3 separate regions of the Mus musculus genome follow, and regions 1 and 3 are each linked to region 2. The links are chromatin contacts, called in public HiChIP or PLAC-seq and promoter capture Hi-C maps. All regions are on one chromosome and are shown on one strand. The core of a region is the stretch at or near the end of the contact, and the rest is flanking DNA. Distances in the headings are between cores, read along the strand shown.

The links. HiChIP or PLAC-seq counts read pairs in DNA pulled down with a chosen protein or histone mark. Capture Hi-C pulls out chosen DNA fragments and counts their contacts.
Region 1: an H3K4me3 HiChIP or PLAC-seq map of embryonic stem cells shows a contact between it and region 2, with 21 read pairs. The contact joins the promoter of Hcn4 here to the enhancer-like site in region 2. A contact is called at or near these places in 6 of 39 promoter capture datasets (the 3T3-L1 cell line, embryonic stem cells, neural stem cells and 1 more), 6 of 484 Hi-C or Micro-C datasets (the C2C12 cell line, adipose-derived mesenchymal stem cells, cortical neurons and 3 more), 14 of 115 datasets of contacts at active chromatin or transcription factors (VIP interneurons, cardiomyocytes, craniofacial prominence and 8 more) and 1 of 9 other capture datasets (adipose tissue).
Region 3: a contact with region 2 is called in a promoter capture Hi-C map of adipose tissue. The contact joins two enhancer-like sites. A contact is called at or near these places in 1 of 15 datasets of contacts at CTCF or cohesin (large pre-B cells), 25 of 484 Hi-C or Micro-C datasets (3T3-L1-derived adipocytes, B cells, B-cell progenitors and 14 more), 7 of 115 datasets of contacts at active chromatin or transcription factors (T-cell acute lymphoblastic leukemia, bone marrow-derived macrophages, embryonic fibroblasts and 3 more) and 4 of 9 other capture datasets (adipose tissue, embryonic stem cells, liver and 1 more).

What each region holds. Positions count from the first base shown.
Region 1 is chr9:58,820,821-58,824,484 of GRCm38.p6, reverse strand. Hcn4 (hyperpolarization-activated, cyclic nucleotide-gated K+ 4) reads right to left here and starts at 1,536. Exons shown (of 8, transcript NM_001081192.3): 1 at 189-1,536. The coding sequence starts at 973. It also overlaps a transcript of Rec114 not described here.
Region 2 is chr9:58,671,003-58,674,706 of GRCm38.p6, reverse strand. The region is part of intron 2 of Rec114 (REC114 meiotic recombination protein); the gene reads left to right. Among named protein-coding and RNA genes, the nearest start is that of Rec114, 69 kb to the left of the region's middle. Within about 2 kb of position 1,921, at least 26 of the 459 cell types and tissues checked have an H3K27ac peak or open chromatin away from gene starts, as enhancers often do. A contact at or near this core is called in the C2C12 cell line, adipose tissue and embryonic stem cells, where this site is marked.
Region 3 is chr9:58,540,584-58,544,532 of GRCm38.p6, reverse strand. It overlaps Cd276 (CD276 antigen), which reads left to right. Exons shown (of 8, transcript NM_133983.4): 2 at 3,593-3,866. The coding sequence starts at 3,788. Among named protein-coding and RNA genes, the nearest start is that of Cd276, 12 kb to the left of the region's middle. Within about 2 kb of position 2,387, at least 158 of the 459 cell types and tissues checked have an H3K27ac peak or open chromatin away from gene starts, as enhancers often do. A contact at or near this core is called in adipose tissue, where this site is marked.

The DNA.
Region 1 (3,664 bases), core at 287-2,786, 150 kb before region 2:
CTGAAGACTGAGGAAGTTCCCAGTGTACTGCAGGAGGTCCGGGGGTTTCTGGGACGCTCCAGGCATCCCACTTCTCTTGGAGCTCCCAGCGCAAGGAAGTAAAGTTAACTCGGGCTGGGAGGCTGGACTGGGAAGAGAGCCTGCAACTACACAAGGCATCCACTGGCATCCCCAACCTGGCCTCTTACCTGAAGTCACTGTAGGGGTGGATAATCCAAAACCCTGCTGACTTAACCCTCTCCTGCTCGCGCTCCACCGCTTTCTGGCTGCCGAACATCCTTAGGGAGAATTTGTTGACCCCAGGTTGCAGCATGGCACCGAACTGGCGCTGCATGAAGCCGCTCTGGCCCAGGCGCACCTCGGCCTCGGGGAGGATCTGGTCGCTGGCGGCCGCGCCTCCCTCCACTTTGATAGCGGTGTCCGCCGAGGGCTGCTCGCAGGAGGCAGAGGCCGGCTGCGGCGGCTGCTGGGGCGGCGGCGAGGCTGCGGGTTGTGCCGCGGTGGCCGGGCGCTCGGGTTCGGTCGCCAGGCCCGGGGGCGTCCTGTCCTCGCCGGGGGACGCATCGCCCTCAGCGGCGATGAGCCGCCGTTCCTCCGCGGAGTCATGCAGGTGCCCGAGACTGCTGCCGCCCCCTGCTCCACCACTGCCGCCGCCCCGGCTGCCCAGCGAGGCCAGACTCCCGCGGAAGCGCCTGCAGTCACCGTTGGTGCTGGACTTGCCGGCGCTGCGGCCCGGCCCCTCGCTCTCTGTCGCCCCGAGGGCCGCACCCCGGGACTCCGAGCAGCCCGCAGCCACCGAGGGAGAGGGCGAGGGCAGCGGCCGCAGCCGGATGCTCCTTCGGCTGGGGTCCTGGCGGCCCCCGGCCCCTTCTTCCTCACCATCCTCTTCCTCGTCCATGATCCACGCCTTGGCCCCCACCTGCTGCGGAAGGCTGTAGAGCCGCTTGCGCATGGACGGCGGCAGCTTGTCCATGGTGCCAGGGATTGGGCCGGGGGCAGCGGTGCGGGTGCGGCACGGGGGACCCGCTCCAGGTGCGCCTGCCAGTGAGGACGCGTCCTTCGCTGCCTCACGAGCCCATGATCGCGCGGGCTGCGCGCCGAGGGGAGGCTCCTAGTCCGGCTGCAGGTCCCCGGGTTCGCCGCGCTGCACCTCCTCCCGGGCCCGGCTTGGGCGCGGGGACCCCACGCTCCCTCCCTCTTTTCCCTCCCTCCTGCGATCAGGGGCGCGGCGCGCGGCCCGGCTCCAGGCGCCCCGCCCCCGCGGGGAACAATGGGCGCGGGCAGCGGCGGCGCTGCGGCCACCGCGCTCCGGGAACCGCTCCCGAGCGCAGAGCGCACTGCCCGCGCGGTTCCCGGGAGTGCGTCCGGCGGGTGTCTGGGGCTGTCAGCGCGTGTGACCGCCCGGGCTTTGCAGCTGGTCACCCGGGTTCTCGCTTTGCCTCCTCTAGCTGAGCCCAGCCGGCCGAGTCCTGGGGACTCCCGCCGCAGCGGAGCGGAGCCCAGCGGCCCGCCGGGCTTACATCAGCCTCCGCCTCTCCCGGAGCGCCCTCCGGCAGCGCTCGGGCTCCCGCGCCCCGGAATATTCATGAAGCCGCCGCAGCTCGCGGGTTGCCATAGGAGCGGCTTCTGCAGCCCGGCCTGCCTACCTGGGCTTCTTAAAGGGGCAGCGGCGTCCCAGCCCAGACATAGAGGGGGGCGGAGGGGGCCGGGCCCCGCGAGGGGCGCAGGGCGGAACCTCGCCAGACCTTAGGGACTGAGGTAGGAGGTGTCCTTACTCCTGTGCGCGTAATGATTCCTGCTGGCCACGGACTGAGAGCTCCCGCTGGGGCTCAAGATTTGGGGGCGGGGTTTCCCAGTCTCTCCCGCGAGCTTCGGGCTTTCCTTGCCTAGCCCGCTGTCTCCACGCTAGGGTCTCCGACCCTCCTCCGGGGAGGCGTGCCGGTCGTAAGGCTGCGGAGCGGCTGCTTTCCCGCAACTCGCCTGGAGAGGGGGTTTCCGGAAAACGCTTCGAGTCCGGGCGGCTCCCAGGGTTTTCCTGAGCCAGGGGCGGGGGGCGAATCCCGCGTGGGTCTTCCCCGGCGCGGCGAGGAGGGCTTGCGGGAAACTCTCCAGGCGCTCACTGGGCGCGCGGGTGGACCCACTTCTGCGAGGTAAGACTTCGAAGAAATGCGCCGACAGTAGCAGTCACAGATGCGGGATCCCAGCGCCGGACTTCCCACCACCCACTCCCCAGCGCCTTTCCCGGAGCAATTCGATGTGGGGTTCCCAAGACCAACGGGCTGCTTCCAGAAGGCTATGGGCAGGCTCCTCTGGCGACCTGACACTCTGGGGAAGGCTTTGACTCCCTCGCCTTGTGCTTCCATTCAGTCGAGACATCTGTGTGCACCAGCGTTAGAGGCTTCCATCTCCACCCAGACACACTCTTTAACCGCCCCAGCCCCCATTTGATCCCTCTCTTAATGCACCTGGGCGTCTTCTCGCTCCCTGTATTACATTCTCGATTTAAGGGCAAATCCCAAGCCTAAGGTATAGCTTAGGTATCCACACTTTAGTACAGCCCAACACCCAACATTAGCTCACAAAAAGGTGAAGGGGCGGTTCAGAGGGAGAACTGGCCAGAGAAGGTTGGAGTCTGTGTCAGTAGAGAAACAGACCCGTGGGCAGGAAGGCAAAGGGGTCCTCTACTCTGAGGAATAGCATGAAGTTTACATTTGAAATCTTAGCCCGCTTGTGTCCACACACACATCCCGAGTAGGGATTTGGAAGGCAGCAGGGTTTGGGTGGTGGGCCTTTTCTGCTCTATCCACTGGACCACAGAACTTCGCATGGGGGGTGGGGATGTCTAGGGTGATGACATCACCCGGAGCTGGCATTTCTACTTTTGAGCAGTTCTGAGCTGACAGTTCCCTGCACAGATGCTGGGAGGCACGATCTCTCAGTGTCCTTGGGTCTCCTTGAGGAGTGCTCTTAACTGCCTGAGAGCCCTGTCTGCCTGGTGGTGGATGAAGACCTCCCTTGCTACAATTTCTCTGATCACCAGAAACCACCCTGCAGTGACCCAGCTGCAGGAAGGCACTACACACAAGGCATCTTTTCCTGACTAACCCAAATATTGGTCATGTCTCCACTTCTGGTTCTTATTGAGTGAGTCCCCATTAATCTGAACATCAATGACACCAGGCAGCCCTTGTGCCTCTGGATTAAGTTCCTTGTGTGTGTGGGGGGGGGGGGGAACAAGACTAACTTAATCTCAAAAGCTTGGGCACCACCACAAGGGTGTACAAAGAGCAGAACAATTCTACCAGAAGCAAGGGACCCTGAAAGTTAACTACTGGTGATAAAGGGAACCCCGGGGTAAAGATGAGGATATGACTAAGATTCTGTTTCCTAGGAACCACTGTCCCATGCTGGCCAGGGGCCTCCTGTTGACTCTTCCTCTAACACCTCACTCACCTTCAACTAAATTAGCACAATCCATATAGAGCCAACTCTGGGTATAGATTTGACACTTGGATAAGTCAGACCCATAATAACCCCCTATTGAGGCTGAGGCTTTTTCTGTATCCTCCATATAAGGATATTAATAGAGGATACCTATCTACTGTTGTGCCAGCAAAATCTGAGGGGCAGATGAAGAGGAGGGAACCTTTGTGGGCTCCATGTT
Region 2 (3,704 bases), core at 672-3,171:
GAGTACGATTTTTAAACATCAATTGCTAGATTATTAAATAGGGAGAGGTGGAATTTTGAAAATGCTGTAGCAATTGGGCAGGGAAATTTGGATGGATATTTGAACAGTGAAAGTGAATAGCTTAGCTATTGTCTTAAAGTAGAAACCAGGTTGCAAGTAATATGAGCCCATCTTCTGTTCTTGTAAATGAGTAAGACCCACTGCCTCACAAAATTGCACAGAAATGGGGGAGGGCGTCAGTGCAGTGGGCCCAGGGGCTCGCACACCATCACTGGCTGCCCCTGTCTCCCAGCTCTGCATTCTGTGCTCCAGAGGGGTCCCAGCGACTTACTTACCTTCCAGACAAACAATGCTAATGGAAAGAGCATTCCTTCCAGCATGTATACAGGCTTTACTGGCTTATGTGCACACTCATGCACACCCATAGCACACAGCGCAGAGGTCAGAAGCAGGTACATACGCTGACAGTCACCTGTCCACCTCTGGAGCAAGGGCAGGTAAGAGGCCAGCCTTGTCTGGATCCTGTGAATGGGGTCAGCTAGTTTTTCAAAGGAAAATGAAGATGTTTCCATAGAGAAGAGTACCTGCTACCCAGACAGAGCTAACAGATGCCCACTTTGTTGTGAAAAGAAGCCTTTGGTCCAGTGCATCTGAGCACTGCATAGGCTCTGCACTTTCTCCTTTGGCACAGAGGGACACATGGTTCTATGTGCTGGGGTGGCTCTGAGGAGCACTGACTAGTTCTGCTTGAATTAATTTTTAGAGCTAAAGACCAACTAATTTAGGCCAACGAGCTTAGTATTTCAAACTCACATTGCCAGAAGGTAGAAAATGATATTATTTTGATAGCTAAAACTGTTTTGTTGTTGTTTTTGTTTTTCGAGACAGGGTTTCTCTGTGTAGCCCTGGCTGTTCTAGAACTCACTCTGTAGACCAGGCTGGCCTCGAACTCAGAAATCCACCTGCCTCTGTCTCCCGAGTGCTGGGATTAAAGGCGTGCGCCACCACTGCCCAGCCTAGCAAAAACTTTTTAGCATAGTGTGAAGACCTTTTTGAGAAACCGTGTTTCTCGGTTGAACCTGCCCATGATCCTACAGCCATGTGTAGGGTGCCCTGCATTTCCTCAGTCGCATTTGTCGTCTTGTCTCTCTGCCTTCACCCACACTGCACCACCTACTTTTCCTTCTACCCAGGACCTTCCACTTGTCTTTTAAGTGACAGTGTACGCTTTGGTGAAGATATGGGCAGCTTCTCTTTAATGAGGTCTAACCTACATCTACTAAAAGTCATCTGGGTGTCCCCCACCCCCACCATCAATATAAAGAACACCTATTTTGTCCTGAGAGGTAACCTTTCCCAAGTGGGAGGCCAGAAAAAACACCAGTTTAGGTCTTCTTATTCTCATACTCTTGTATCGGCTTTTTAGTTTTTAGATTTGTCTTCTTGTTCTTCAGTGCTCGAGCACAGGTAGCTTTCTCTCTCTCCTTCCCTGCCTGTCGGCACTGCAATTCCAGTTTGTTACTGACTCGTTTTGCTTGAGGCTGAATAACTGTTGTTAGCCTGCTGAGCTTTCTAACATCTCATACTCGGGCGATTTCTGGTCAGACGTGATTCTTACGTTGTGAAGCACTAGTTCTTTTTATGCCCCTTAAAAGAGTTTTGGGGATTTGAAACAAGTTATGTACTTACCATCAGTTTGGCCCTTTGGAAACTTGTTTTGACTCTCTCTAGGGTCAGGTAGAGCGGCCTTTACCCTGCAGTCGATTCCACAGAATTCTGAGGTGTGCCGTGTCCTGAGCAGCCTCTGCATCCAGGGAAGGCTTTCAACTCTAGCTGCAGAAAGTGTTCTCGCCTGTGGTATCCTGGGACTGCTGGGCTGTCTCCCTGGTGCAGTTTCTCATTCCAGAGGTTACTCTTGACCAGGGGTGGCGTCATCTCTTCAGTGCCGAGACTGCAGGTCAGCCAGAGGTCTCGGGATCCTTGAGGCAGGTTTCTGAAACTGTGCCAAAGAGCAGTCTGCTTCCAGCCATCCTGTAACCAGCTCCAGCCACATCTGCTTTTCCCCATCTCCTTCTTCTCAACTCATTGAGCTCAGTAGGTTCCTTCTCTTTGTCAGTCTGGATTCCTTTTTTAATTTGTAAAGGTTTTTGAGATGGGGGAGGGTAGAGAGATGACTCAGGAGTTTAGGACACTTGTTTCTCTCACAGAGAATCTTGGTTTGATTCCCAGACCCATATGGCGGCTCACAATCAACCCTAACTCCAGTTCCAGGGGATCTGACACACCCTCCTTTGACCTCTAGGCACCAGACATGACACATGATACACATACATACAAGCAGGCAAAACACACATACACATAAAAATCTATAAATCTTTTTTTAAGGTTTAGATAGAATTGTATGTAGCCCAGGCTAGCCTTAAAGGTGCTAAGTAGCCAAGAATGACCATGAACTCTGGTCTTCCTTCCTCCCACATGCTGGGATTCAGGATGTGTACCAGCATGCCTGGCTTCAGTCTGGAAATTGATTCCAAGCACAAAGCCTCAGTGATCAGAGGCACACCCTGCTTGTGTCCCTTTCCCCAGCTCCCACAATTCTCCTGCACTTGCTTGCTTCTCTGTGTGTGTCCACGATGCTTCTAGAAGTTGTTCAGTCTGAAGTTGTTTATAACATGGGTAGAGTTTGTGACCATCTTAGTCCTCTTAGGCAGAAATGACGCGATGGCTTTTCTCCTAGTTTCCCTTTAAAACCAAGTAAGTGAAACTGCAAACTGAAAGACCTATGGGAATGATGGATGTGGGCCACCATGCTAGGCTGGAAGTCCTCCATAGATACTCAAGTTCATAAATAAACAAGGAACAAAAATTCAGGTTTTTTTGTTTGTTTGTTTTGCAACTTCTAGTGAATTAATGAGTGTAGGCAGTGCTTATCCTAACTGCTAAATTCACACGCATAGGACAGGACACACTTATGTGTGGTAGAGTCACGCATTGTGGTCTAGCAAAATCCAAGGAAAGATGAGCCCGGATTTGATCAAGTTCTTGATCTATGAGGCATACAAGAGACAGGATACATATGAAAAGCATGCTTGCAGGCACAAGAACAGAGTTTAGTTGAGGGTGAGTCTAGGGGTTACGACTAACAATGGGCTGTGAGTAGCTTTGCTCTTCCTGTTTGTATGCAGTATGCATGCATTGGTGTGGGTGTGCTTCAATGTATGGGTGCACGTTTGCAATTAGAAGCCAGTGGTCAGCTTTCAGTGTTACTCCTTAGGAGCCATCCACTTCAGTTTTGAGGCAGCATAGCTTCCTGGGACCTGGTTTTGCTGATTAGGCTAGACTGCTGGCCAGCCAGCCCAGGAGTCCTCCTGCCTGTCACCCACTAGCACTAGGATTATACTATATCCTCGCACCTAGCTTTTTATGTGGATCTAAGGATCAAATTGTTAGGCAGCCCCTAATTGTTAGCCCCTAATTTATACATTTTTGAATGGTTAAAAAAGCATTGAGAAAGGAATAATATATTGTGAGATGTGAAGGACTGTCTAAAGTTCTGATTTCAGTGTCCATGGTAAAGCCTTGCTGGCCAGCAGCCACACTTGTTCGTCTGTGGTGCTTTCTCACACCACAGGCCTAAGTTCACACTCCTATAATATTTACTCATTAGCCCTTTCCAGAGAGAAATCTGTTGATTTCTGATCTAG
Region 3 (3,949 bases), core at 1,138-3,637, 130 kb after region 2:
TTATGTGTATGAATGTTTTGCCTGCACGTATATCTTGTACCATGGGAGTGCCTGATACCAGAGGTCAGAAGAGGGGGTCAGATCTCTTGGAACTGGAGTTGCGGATGGTTGTGGCCCACCATGTGGGTGCTGGGAACTGAACCTAGGTGCTTTGCAGGAGCAGCAAATGCGTTTAGCCACTGGGCCATCATCTCTCCAGCCCCCCCCCCCCCCCCGCTGCCCACACTCTCCTCCCTTTTTTTTTTTAAAGTTGGTGTGATCATTTTTTAAATTGTGATAAAACACCACGGCCAAAGGAACTTATAAAAGGAAGAGTTTAAGTTTAAGAGCTTACAGTTCCAGGGCTTTAAAGTCCATGATGGCAGAGCGAAGGCATGGTGGCAGGAAGAATTGAGAGCTCACAGCTTAAGCTGCAAGCAGGAGGCAGAGAGCACACTGGGAACAGCACCAATCTTTGGAAACTTCAAGCCTGCCCTTACTGACAACCCTCTTCCAACAGGGCCACACCTCCTAATCCTCCCTGAACAACTGGAGGCCAGGTATTCGACTGTATGAATCTATGAGGGTCATCCTTATGCAACCCCCCACTGTGGGAGACCTTAGTAAGACTGTACAGTGAAGTGGCAGAGCCCCAAACCTTGGGCTCATTTTCTGTCATTGTGTGTGTGTGTGTGTGTGTGCTCGCGCGCGCTTGGGTGGGCACTAGCTGTGGAAGCCAGTGGACAACCTTGACTGCTGAGCCTCAATTGTCGTCCACCTTGTTTTTTTATTTAGTTGCTTCTGTTTTGAGACTGGCTCTCTCACTAGCCCACAGCTCACTAAGCAGGCTGGGTTGGTTTGCCAGTAAACCTAAGGATCTGTCTTTGTTCACCTCCCCAGTCCTGGAGCGAGTACCACCATGCCTGGTAGTCCCTGAGTTCTGATGATCACATTCAGTTCCTTCTGCTTTCGAGCCTTGGTCTTTCATACGCTGCCATATCAAGGAGATGTGCTTGAGAGGCAGCAGATGGGGCTAAGATGAATCTCACATTGCCCAGCCTTACGTGGAGAGCTGCTCCAGGTCCTCAGGACACACTCGGAGGCTATGATGGCTCTCAGATGCCACACAGCAGCCCTCGTGGAATCTTAAAGTGCACCTTAGTGAAAGGCATGTCTGCCTTCTGTATTGGGTCTGCTATTTGAGAACATGCAGACACATTAGTCACCTTTGTGCCCACGGCCTCTGCTACAGGTATTCCATGCATTATTAAAGGGATTGTCCAACGCACAGGCGAATCTACATATATATATAAGGGTTCCTTCAGTTGTACACGACAGAAACTTAGCTGGTCCTGGATTAAGGGGGAAAAGATTGGCCCATCTAGGTCTGCATTGGGTGATGTCTTAAGAGTGTCCTTGGGTCCTAAATCTTCTGGGATTGGTTGAATCTGCATGCAGTAGCTTCAAAAGTGAGAATGGCTGTCTCTTACCTACAGTGTCTCTACAAGAGGCCAAAGCACTCTGTAGTCTTTCGTGGGGGTGGGGGTGGGGGCTCCCTGGAGTGTCTAGGCTGGATTACAATGATGGGCTTCCTGAGTCCAGAATGAAGGAGAAGAATCAAAGGGAACAAGGCTAGTGTCCACTCTGGACGCCTCTCCTGGGCCTTCTGGAGTGAGGAACAGCTATGCTCTGGGAAACTCAACTCTGCCTGACCAGGAGAGGGACTCTTTGATCCCACATATTCAACAGACATTCACAAGTGATTCTAGGTAGGGGTAAAGCCCAGTAGCAGGAAATAGCTTGCAGCATGAGAAGGCATCCTAGGAAAAGCCTTCAGTGACAAGTAGAGATATGTAGGTCTTCTCTTGTAACTATTGTGGAGCCATGGGAGATTCCTAAGCAGGGGAGGACATGAGCTGATTCCTGTCTTAGGTCTCAAGAGAAGGCACCTGAGAGAATTGAGTTTGGTAGGGGTGATATGTGGGACTTACAGGATCAGTAAAGGGGTCCCTGGTGGCCCTAGATGGCAGGCTTAGGCAGCCAAGTGAGGGGGTCCAAAAATCGCTGACAGACTCCGGATTTGTTTTTGTTTTGAGACGGCATCTCTTGTGACCCAGGATGGCCTTGCCCTCACTCACTACATAGCTAAGAATGGCCCTGAACTCCTGATCGTCCCGCTTCTGTCTGGGAATGCCCAGCTTACCGGCATGTACCACCACACCTGGTTTAAGAGGGGCTCAGAGGTTGAACCAGGAGCTGTGTACTTGCTGGGACAGCACTCCGCCAGCTGGGCCACATCCCAGCTCCCTGGTTTTGCTTCTGTTTAGAAGTAAACAAGGACAGAAGCCTTAGAAGCTGGCAGCTCTGTAGGCTTTAGCTTCCCGTGGCACGTAGCCAGCAGTACAGGCAGCTGCCTGCTAGGTTTTCCTGCAGGCTGACGGTGCCCTTGTCAGGCAGGAAGTGGTGTCCCCAAGGGTGCCACTATGAATTGGGGCTGCTGACTCAGCACCTAGACAGCCAGGCTTTGAGGCCACCAGACTTTGGACTGGAAGCATCTGGAAAGGAAGTGGCTGCCCAGGGCTTCCCCCGCAGTGAACCGTGGACAGCCAGGGAAGTGGGTGGCTGGCCAGGATGCAGGGTTTGGCTGAGGGACTCCCTCTGTGCAGCTGCCTGACATGGGGGGGGGGTCGAGAAAGTGTGTGATAGGGATGGAAGGGTTGTCCCTGTGTACCTGAGGCTAGACCACATGCTTGGCTGTAGGCAGCATTTGCTCCATCAGAGGTAAAAAGGAGTTCGGAAGGATTGGGCTCTTTCAGCTCCTGTGTTTGGGTTTGTTTATGTATTTGTTATGTATTGTTATGTATTTGTTTGGTTCTCCTGCTAAATGTGACCAAGGCCTACGGTCTATCTCTGGAGGTGGTCATGGATACAAAATGTTCATATTCTTGCTAATTACTGTTAGGTGGGACGGGTGGACATGGGTCACATGGCTTGAGCAGGCAACAGCAAGAGACACAAGAAGTGCCTGCAGCCTGCCTGAGTCAGGCACCTGCAAGCTAAACCCAGGGGAGTCTGGGACCACCCTGGGCTAGGCTTGGTCTGTTGTAAGCGATCCAACTCTTGCTGAGGCCTGACGCTGACCCCAGCCCTGCCCCTGGTCTCTTTCTTCTCTGCTGGGCCTTGGTTGTTTGGTACATGTGTATTAAACTAGCAGATGTCTCTCCCAGACTCCACATCCTTACATTTCTGCTACTCCTAGCTAGGGCTCTGTCCTGGGGTTTCTGCACACATGCTCCTAACCTAACATGCCTTGGACAAAAGGCTCCACATTTCCTGCCCCAATAACCAGGTCTCAGAACCAAGTGTCTTGACAGTTGCCTTCCCGTGTCCTATGCTCTCAGATACTGTCACTGTGATCTCTTCCTGCCTTATCACTCGGCTGGCCCCTTTCATCTACCCTGCACATGCTATCGAAGTAGCCCTGACAATGTGGTTTCTTTATTCCAGAACCCTCAGTGGCTCCTGGCTACCTTTAGTAGTTGAGTAGACGTTTCAAGTTGAACCCTAAGTCTGTCTAAAGTCTACCCCTTTACTGTCCCATTTCTCCCATCAGCCAAAGTGACCTGGTACAGCCTGGACCCCAAGCTCATCGGCTTTGTCTGGCTGGCCGCCTGGCCTCTTCCCACTTGGATTTGGATGATCCTGAGGCCTTTGGAGGAACTTCGAGACAAAGGCCCCTCTTCCTCTTCCACGGGCAGGAGCAGCCATTCGCCACGGAGAGCCCAGCTGTCAGCTGTCTCACAGGAAGATGCTTCGAGGATGGGGTGGCCCCAGTGTGGGTGTGTGTGTGCGCACAGCACTGGGGGTGCTGTGCCTCTGCCTCACAGGTGAGGGGAAGGGTCATGATCATGATGGTATGTGGGGATGTCCACTCCTCCCTGGGCTCCAGCCAGGCTGTCTCTGTCTTGAA